Linked DNA regions of Mus musculus: region 1 is linked to region 2. Evidence: chromatin contacts called from public promoter capture Hi-C data. All regions are on one chromosome and are shown on one strand. Each heading gives the region's core, a stretch centred on a gene start, on an enhancer-like site or on the middle of the called end of the contact. The rest is flanking DNA. Distances are from core to core; before and after follow the strand shown. Region 1 has its middle 11 kb from the start of Entpd1. Region 2 overlaps Sorbs1 (sorbin and SH3 domain containing 1).

Evidence for each region. Capture Hi-C pulls out chosen DNA fragments and counts their contacts.
Region 1: a contact with region 2 is called in a promoter capture Hi-C map of adipose tissue. The contact joins two enhancer-like sites. A contact is called at or near these places in 1 of 484 Hi-C or Micro-C datasets (nephron progenitors), 1 of 115 datasets of contacts at active chromatin or transcription factors (large pre-B cells) and 1 of 9 other capture datasets (adipose tissue).

Annotation. Positions count from the first base shown.
Region 1 is chr19:40,645,891-40,650,983 of GRCm38.p6, reverse strand. It overlaps a transcript of Entpd1 not described here. Among named protein-coding and RNA genes, the nearest start is that of Entpd1, 11 kb to the left of the region's middle. Within about 2 kb of position 3,328, at least 43 of the 459 cell types and tissues checked have an H3K27ac peak or open chromatin away from gene starts, as enhancers often do. A contact at or near this core is called in adipose tissue, where this site is marked.
Region 2 is chr19:40,365,414-40,370,133 of GRCm38.p6, reverse strand. It overlaps Sorbs1 (sorbin and SH3 domain containing 1), which reads left to right. Exons shown (of 29, transcript NM_178362.1): 9 at 415-444. Among named protein-coding and RNA genes, the nearest start is that of A930028N01Rik, 71 kb to the right of the region's middle. Within about 2 kb of position 3,408, at least 224 of the 459 cell types and tissues checked have an H3K27ac peak or open chromatin away from gene starts, as enhancers often do. A contact at or near this core is called in adipose tissue, where this site is marked.

The DNA of each region.
Region 1 (5,093 bases), core at 2,079-4,578, 280 kb before region 2:
CTCTGAGCTAGGAAATGCCTTTAGATGCTGCAGAAGAGCCAGTTCCTCCAAAGGGAAACTGTGTGACCCAAGGATGGCCTCATACTAAGACCAGCCTGGAGCACTTAGCATAATAGCTGTGCTGTCTTTAGGGTCAACTGTGTTCAGTTCCAAAGAAAGCACTCATTGCAACTCAACCAAGACCAGGCTCCAGAACTTCTGAAAATATCTAAAGTTTAAAACTTTAAGCTAGTGAATTCCTATCAAGACAGCAAACACATCAGTGGTAGCCTGAGACTCTTGGGGGTGGGGGTGGAAGAAAGATGATTTAACTAGGTGAGTGGGTCAGAATTTGTGTGTATGGGCCTTCTTGCTTTGGTAGGACTGGGAATTGAGTGTGGGGTACAACGGAAGACTTTTAGTACCACAAAACTATTCCATATGATACTGTAATGGTATCTGCATAACAATATATGTTTATCAAAACCTAGAAAGCCTTAATACACAAAAAATGAATATTATACACACACACACACACATTGTTCAACAGGCCAAGAGATCCCAAAATAAAATGTAGATCGTGGGAAAAGTATGGGAACAGCCTCACTGAATGGTGGGAAAGAAAGGAGCCCTGGCTTCTGTCAGCCTGGGGCTGAGTGACAGCCTTAGGTGAGAGGCAGAAGGAAGTACACAGAAGCACATTTCTCCACAACCACGGCTCACTCTACTGGAATCAAACAGGAAGTGGATGCTGGGCACAGGAAGCAGATCTCTCACTGTTGATTCTGCAGCCTTCGAGTGTTTTCAACAAGGAGAATCCACCCAAATGATACTCGAGGAAGAAGACTGGAATCGGAGTCAGTGTAAGTTCATGTTAGCAGAATAGAAACAGATGTGAATAAAGACAGCAACATTTGCCACTGCTCATAAAGGCTACAATGAAAATACATACATATTTCTTTGCACCATCAGCTGAAAGCATCAGCAAAGATGTCTGAAGAGCAACAATGCTTACCCACAGAGCCTCACCTCAAAAGCCATTCTCCAATAACACAGGGCCAAAAGTATTCTGAGAAATAGCTGGGTCTAGGACTGATACAGACAGTGTACATGGTGAGTCTAAAGTATCTTAGAGTGCCACAAAGTGGGGGTTGGTTTTGAAATGTATTTCTTTTTATTTTATGTGTGTGGATGCTTTGGTTACTTGTGACTATGCCGAGGTCAGGAAAGGGTTACAGCCCATGTGAGCCGCTATGTGGGTGCTGGGAATCGAACCTGGAGCAGCCATGCTTCTTAACTGTCTAGTTATGTCTCTAGTCCCAAAGAGATTTTTGAAAAGTGTTTTTTAAGACTTGCAAAGATAGGTACCTCGAAATGAAAACGGGGATCAGTCCGAAGAGCTCCCAATATGCCAGAAACAATCTGAACAGCAAAGCAGACTCTGTTATAGTCCAAACTGTAACGTGAGTATCCATGAGACTATTCTAATATATTTACTAAATAAGTGAATTATTAAATAAAGAAAGAAAGAAAGAAAGAAAGAAAGAAAGAAAGAAAGAAATAGGAGAAAACAAGTTTCTGCTTAAAAGAATTCAAAATCACCAGGCATGGTGATACATGCCTTTAATCCCAGCACTTGGGAGGCAGAGGCAGGCAAATTTCTGAGTTCAGGGCCAGCCTGGTCTACAGAGTGAGTTTCAGGACAGCCAGGACTATACAGAGAAACAATTCACAGAGGTACTGTGCTATCCGGGACACAAAGTAAAACCCCTCGTGTACTTTGTAACTTCTTTCCAAAGACTGCAGCACAAAGGAAAGTAAGCAGGAGTGTCAGCTGCCATGGTAACCAGCCCTGTTGACAGCACACCATCAGTATGATGTCCCAAACGTGGAACTTTATCTCCATGGTCTTCCTCCTCAACTCCAGGCTACTTACTCCAGGCTAACTGTGAGTAAGGCTTAGAACAACTATCCCAACTGGGGGCCGCTCCAAACATATCCTGACCAGGATTATTTCAGACTGTCAAAGTCATCAAAAATAAAGCCTGAGAACTCTTGGCAGCTATGGGGAATATGGAAATAAAAATATTTGGGAATTAAAAATATGTGACACCTAGACCAAAAAAAAAAAAAAAAAAAGCTAAAGGAATATGAATAAAAATCTTGTGTTGGGTTTTTTCTTATCTGTGTGATTAAAGAGCTCAGAGAAACAATCTAAGGAGAAGAGGTTCAGGGATCCTGAGTTTTCAGTCCATGGACCACCATTGATTCTGAACACTAACAAAGTGGAGGTGTGAGGCACAGCGTGAGAAGGAGCAGAGAGGTAAAAGGGACCTGGGGCCAGGTATAGCGTTCAGCCAGTGAGTCTACGAAGGATATTCCATGTTCAAATCACACAACAGAGTCGGACTTTAGCTGATAATGCTATCAGGGCCAGTGAGAGTAAGAAAGTGCTTCCTGTCAAGTCTGACGACCTGCGTTTGAGCCCTGAGATCCACATGGTAGAAGGAGAAAACTGACTCCTACAAGTTGTCCTCCGACCTCCACACATACACAAAGATGCATACACACACACACACACACTAAAAATCAGTTATAGGTGAGCACAGTAACACAAATATTTAATCCCAACACTTAAGAGGCAGAGGCAGTGGATCTTTGAGCTCAAGGCCAGTGTGGTGTATAGAGCGAGTTCCAGGATGTCCAGGGCAAAGCAGAGAAACCCTTTCTCAAACAAACAAACAAACAAACATCAATACTAGTAATTGACAGACATGCTATCCTAATGTAAGATGCTAACACCAGGGGAAACACAACATGCAGTATGTGAGAACTCTCTGTGCCATGCTGACTTTCCATAAATTAAAAATTATCCTAAAATTAAAAGTTTACTTACAAGTGCATTAAATTCAACATTGCATAAAAGCTCAAATGCAGCTTTTATGCTGAAGCCCCTCGCTGAAGCACATTTTTTTGTTGAAGTAACTGCTAAGTGACCACCGTTTTTGCAAAAGCGTCTGTTACACGTGATTTCTTGTTCAAACAGAACCCACTGTGTCCACATTCAGCAAACCAAAGCAAACTTCAGATGTGAGCCACAACCGGCAAGCCGCCCGTTACCCTCAATGTGATAGTACTATTCAAATCTTTCCATTCCATGACACACAATATTCCCTTTGGTCAGGGGAAGGAAAGATCTCTAAGTTGATTCTTCACTGGCTCAAAAAGTTTCCAAATGAGTGTCTCTGGGGAGATGTCAGAAACTTGCACTGGGGGAGAGCAGGAAGGAGATTGCTGGGCTAAGCCTTGAAGAAAAAAAAAAAAAAAAAAAGGAAGGAAAAGGCTTGGGCTTCCCCAGACAGGCTGAGTTATATGGGAACATTGCCAGAAAACTTAATGTTCTGAGAGGCAGGAAAGCCAGTGCCTTAATTTTACCACACTCACAAGCCCTAGGGTCCTGAGGATTGGTCTTTCCAAACAGACAGGATCTCAAAGGGCATAAGTCTCTGTCTTCTCACCATCCCTGGTCTGAGGAGGTAACAGAAAGTTCTGAAGAACACGAGGCCCCTGGTGTCACCCTGATGACCTCTGAGATGGGGTTCACACACCCAGCTCGTAAAGACAATAGCATCAGGTTGGCTACAGCAGGAAGCTCCCTTGTTACTGCTAAGGCCTCCACCTTTGCAGAGATCAACCAGGGGTGACATGGAGACAATGCCAAATTAAGGCTCCCTACTTCTCTCTATACTAGGGCAGCAGAGCAGGAGGTAATTGGGGGACAGAAAGACATAGTACAATTTTCTGACTTTTGAGACTCCGTTTACAGACTTGTGGATTCTCCACTTTGCCTGTGGGGTTACTCCAACTCATCCTTCAAGGTCTCATTCAAACCATAAATCTTTCAGATCTCCCAGCGTCCAATTCTAAGATGATAATTAGCTTCTCACAAGTGTTTCATAAGTAATATTTTCATACATAAAACTCAAATGTATTTTAAAGTTCTAGGACTTGAACACAAATTATTCTTCTATCTTCATTAAAGACTTCCCACATCCCATAGCCCCATGTCTACTGCTTTGTACATGTACTTAATGTTAGGTTAAGATTGACGGAGATGACATGGAAATAAGCAAAAGAAGATCCCTGTAGAGAGAGCTCCAGAGGTTAAAATCCCGTTTCCCAATTGGTTCTTGATTTGTCAATAAAGAAGGTCAGGGGCCAATTGCTAGGCTCAAGGTATAGGTGGGACTTCCAGGTCTGAGGAGGAAAAGGAGCCCAGAGAGAGGCTTTTCTGCCATGCTTTGGAGGAAGCAGGTCGCAGCAATTATGTAAGGCCTCGGGGAGAGTTAGGGCCTGCAGCCTCCACTACGGCAAGTGGCCAAACATGCTTGACAGGGGCTAATTGGAACCAGTCATTAAGTTTAGGGCGGGAAGGATAGAGTGAGATAATAAACTGCTAAGGTCATGCATTTCCAGGCAGGAGATATTTGCGCCCAGCAATTGTGTCTAGTGGGCAAGTTATAAAGTAAAAGAGCTGTCTGTGTGTCTTCTGTCCTCAGATTCAAGGGTCTCAGGTGGAAGTTGGTGTAGAGACGCCCCTGAGCAGAGGCAGGTAGAGAGAGGCTGGGTTGGGGCTTGTGGCAGCCCATCCCTGAGCTAAGCCAAGTGGAAAAAAAAGGGAGCTGGGAGGGGCTGGTAGTGCAGCAAATGCAGTAGAGTGTTTCTAAAACGACATGCTACAGATTCCCTCTGCAGAAGCAGACTGTCATTTAATCAGAGCAATGAAGGGCAGCTATCTCTTCATGAAAGTGGAGACTGTAGGCCATGATGCAGGGTGATGAGAGGGCAGAGAGAGAACTTTGGGGTTGGAGGATTCCATCTGCAGGTTTGTTTCCCTGAAGCCTCAATGTTGTAAATACCAATGGAGGTTGGTATGCTGATCTTTTTTATCAGGAGTTTCCCGGAGTTTCCTGGATGGTCCGCAGGTGTTATCAGCCAAATCAACTCTCCCTTCTGGAGTTTCTCAGCCCACCAACAAGATCTGTAGGTCATTAGCCCTTTACTTAATATCTGACTTTCATTGGCTATTGTGATCCCTCTGAAATTTGTAAAAG
Region 2 (4,720 bases), core at 2,159-4,658:
CTCTTACAACAGGGCTGGCATTGGCAAGCTCTGGAGATGGCAGTTGCCATGTCCCCAATTCTTCTCATAGCTCTACCAGAAGGTACCGAGTCTGGCATGGTAAGAGGACCATGTGAGGTTGGAAGAGTCATGAGGGAAGAGATCACCTTGGGACAAGATGGAAACTCCTAGATCACTTTGGTAGGCCCAGGTCCTGGTGCGGATCTGTAGTTTGGGGACCTGGGGGACCTCTTGCCTGGATCATTAGAGCTACATCATGACTCCTGCCTCAGCTGGGGCGTGCATTTTAACATCTAAGCCCGGAAGACAGCAGGGCCCAGAGTATGCGGTCCTGATTAATTATTCTGGGGCTTCTCTGTCTCGCCAGGTGCTGTATAAACACTACTTACGTTGTGTTCTTTTCTTTCATCACAGAGCAGCAAAAGCGACTCAGTAGTCTTTCAGGTAGGTGAGCAATCTATTTATTTACCTGCTGACTTCTGATCCTGTTCCGGCCGTGTCCAGTCAACACTGTCTTCTGAATTTCCCTGTGTGTTGATTGACAGACCACAGGGGTAATGGAAATAGGAATAGTTTCTATACCCTGGAGCAGATATACCCATGAACCACAATAGTAAATGTGCCTTGAAGAACTGTGGCCTGTACCCAGATGGTCAGGCCAGACAATCTGTGCACTGACCAGAGGGGCTTTGTGGAGGCAGACTTATGGAAGGCCTCTGAAGAGCACCTGGTTGCTCTGTCTCAGATGAATCAGGTGTTGGGAGATGTGGGAAGTTCTTCCCTTTTGGGTGACTGCCAGTAGATGGATGACCCTGGGTGGCAGGTCTAAGTGAGAGCCCCTAGACCCACACAGTGCTTGAAGCTGCCGGCTGAACTTGAGCTGGCGTCAGTACCTCCTGGAAAGCGTGTTGAGACTCAAGAGGGTCAGATTCGGTGGACAAGGATGACATTTTTGGATCCCAATGGTCTGTGTAGCTCATGGGAGATTCTGCGAATGAGTGGCTGTTCCCTGAGTGCTGTGCCAAGCGCGTAGTAGATGTGAGGCACCATTGTCTCTAGGTGCTTGCGTTGAGTCTGGTCTATTACTGAGTTCTACTCTTGTGCCCAGTGCAGAGTCAGCCTCTGGGGCTGCAGAAGGGAGCCATGGTGCCCGTCAGTAACTAATGGTGTGGCACGATGGCTTGCCGCTGTTCTTTGGTCGTGGGCACCTTGGGAGGATCTAATGAAGGCAGTTGATTCACTCTCCTGACAAAGCCAGTGTGCACGCAGGGCACATGGAGCAAGGGCTCAATGAGCTCTGGCATTAAGAACCCCTGATCCCCTGAGTAACAGAAGCCACCAGTCTCTGAGCAGCTGCTACATGGCTTCTGCATGACTTTAGCATACCGCTGCTCTTGTGATTTGGGCAGAGCCTGAGTTGGGAGGACATGGGGTTCTCATAGCCTCTCAACTTTATCAGGACTTGGCTGGAGGACCAGGACAGGCTGTGGTTAAGCCCAAGGTGCCCTTCACAGCCCTTCTCTGAGTCATTAGGTTCCAGCCCACTTTCCACTGGCCAGCCCAGGTGGCTGTGGTCTCACACACACACACACACACACACACTGGTGGGGGTAGGAAAAGGAGACATTTATGTTAGGAACCCCAGAGTTTGTTTTTTGTCTCCCCTCATATAAATATTTGTTCACTTCTCTTACCTGTGGAATGCTAATTCTTAGTCCTGCCTCCAGGTGCTGTTTTGTATGGCTGAATGAGGGGGATGCTACCCTCACTGGAAAGGACCAGTGAGGGCCAGGCTTCTCTGCTGTGCAGGCAGGGTTTTCATATAATGCCTCTGCAGTCCATGAGTTTGAGAACAGATCGCTAGTGTCCAGAAGTTTCCTAGAATGTCACTCTCTAGTGGCTCTGTGTTAAAGTGACCATCTCCCTCTCACGCATAGGTTAGACACCTAAGGACAGGCAGTCTCCTTCCCCTCAGTACACTTGGAGCAAACTTCTGTGGGTTCAGCACTCAGTAAGAGAGTATTCGGTTTTCCATTGCTATTACCAAGTACCTGGCAGAACAGCTTAGAGGAGGGAAGTTGGTTGGAGGGGATTCAGCCTGTCAGGGCAAGGAGGGCCTGGTGGAAAACAGGAAGCAGTGAGAAACAGCAGCAGGAAGGGGCCAGGATAAGATGATGCCCCAGAGATAGGCTTCTTCAAGCAGATGTCATCTTCCACAGCCTCCCAATGGTAAATCTTGAGTTCACGGATGGATTTAACCATTGACAGTGCAGAGTTCCCACAGTTTAATCATCTCTGGAAATACCCTCACTGTCATATCCAGAGGTATGCTTCACTAACATCTTAGGTGTTTCTTAGTTCTCAAGCAGACAGTGAAGATGAGCCCTCCTGGAGAGTTATCTGGGGATGGAGCCCACATGTAGTTTGGCTTTGTTTGATTTGTGGTCCCCTTGGTAAGAGACTACAGGGACTGCACAGGGAGGGTGTAGCAAGGCTACTGTCCTTCCCCAGGGAAATATAAGCATTGCTTTAGACTGTCACAAAGGTTTGGATACACAGGAAGTCTGCTCCTCCTCCTGAGAGAGCCCCATTTGAGGTTGTCATTATTTTGTTTAGTGATTCAAGACTTTTAAACTTATTTATTTTTACTTTGCATGTATAAGCATTTGCACGCATGACTGTATGAGTATTGTGTGTGTGTGCGCGTGTGCGCACTTGGTGCCCGTGGAGACTAAAAGAATCTCTTGGAACTGGAGTTAAAGGTGGTTATGAGCTACGACGTGGATGCTGTGTCCTCTTCAAGAGGGGAAAGTACTGTTAGTCACTGAGCCATCTCTCTACCCCCCAACTTGGGACCTTTTGAAGCACATTATAAAACTAGAAAGAAACAGATATGATACAGATATCAGAGTATGATATAAAGTTGTAACAGCAATACAATGTTATGTGGCTTATGTGGAGCAGTTACGTATTACTTTAGGTTTTTAACCATATCAAATAACATTCTCCCCCCCCCCCCTTTTTGGTGTCTGAGCCCTCCATATACCAGAATCCCGTGATCTTAAGTTTCTAAAGTTTAAAGGTTTTTATAAAGGGGCTGATGGGCTGAGTGTTAGCAATTATTAGAACCACTTGCCCTAATCTTTTTTTTTTTTTTAAGAATTATTTGACCCAGAAACATCGAACATGCCTGTAGTCCTCATAGTTCTACATACCAAACAAGGTGGGGTTTAGAGTCAGCTGGCGTTACAAGGATACTTAGGAACCAGTCTGCTCTCGTAGATGGAGCAAGGCTTTAAGAGGCTTGCCTGGAGTCAGGGCTGAGTGGCTCTCCTGAGTAGACTGTTAGAAAACCCGAGCTTGCTGCCTTCACTGTTCCTTTGCCCCTCAGCCACGCCCTCACACGTGGGAGTCTCTGACATCATCACAGCTTTGCATGGAACCTCAGACCCTGCCTTCCTGCCAGACAGAGTGTGTTCCCTGTCTAGCGCTTTGCACTTCTTCTTAGTCAGGGAGTAATTACTAATTGCTGGACTGCTGAGGGAGAGGCACACTTCATTCTTGCTCAGGCTGTCTTGGCTTAAGCCCTTTCCCCTCCATCTTGCCCTTCAGTTACCATCTGACCCGCTCCTTCCTCTGTGTGGAGTTCACCTCTGCTTCTCTTTCATACACATATCCCTTTCTCTGCGGTCTGATACCTCCCTGTTGCCCTCTGGGACTGCTCCCTCTGAGCCCTTTGTCTCTTTCCTGTTGCTCAGGTGACTCCCACAGAGCTGCGGATTCTCTGCTTCTCTGCCTGTTTCCTTTGGCATCCTTCAGTGTGTGACTTCAGCCCTTGGCTCTGCTCTCACTTCCTTCTACCACAGAGATCTGCCGTCACTCTTGCGCTGGTGGCTGCAAACCTGCATCCTGCCAAGGCAACTCAGCTGGTTCCTGCAGCATCTCCTGGGTGTCTCTAGGGCTTTTGTTTGTTTGTTTGTTTTTGTTTTTTAGCTATAGGGTCTTCTTGTCTTATCAAAGAGTTAATGGAATGCCAAGCACATGATTAAGTCAGAAAAGTTCAAGGTGGCACCTAGTTAATGGTTCCTTGTGCCAGGACCGTCCTCCACTTTCTTTTCATCTGGTTGGCTCCTCTTAGACAAGCTGGCTCAGAACCTGAATTCTGCAGCTAAGCTGGGAAGTTAACTCCTCTGTCAGCCTAAGTATCCGAGGGGTTCACCTGCATCTCCACGTGCATAATGGCAGGCATCATACCTAGCAGGTCCTTAGGAAATGCCCCTTCAGTACCTGCATGGTCCGGTTTGGGAAAACAGACAATAATGATAATAGGCATGTAATCTGTAGACCACACCTGGTATGTTTGTTGGCTCTCTGTAAGTTCCTATCTAAAACAGGTTAAATAAACTGTAATGAGCACACAGCCATGTCTAGCTGTCTGAGTGCTTTGGCTTACAGCATCTCTGTGAGTTTGCCAAGGGAAATGTCTTTCCCATATTTTTCAGTGAGAGAACCAAGGCATGGGAAAGGTAAATGAAGAGAGTTAAGTGCGTCCCAAGACAAAAAAGGGAACTTTGTAATAACGCTTTATCCTCTTCTCAAGGTTTTACTTGCCCCCTTACCTTCCCAGAGGTCTACAGAGCAGTGTTCATACCTCTGCAGACTTCTCTTAAGGAGCCGGGTAACTAATACCAGATCCTCTGCAGGCCAAGTGGTCCGCGCT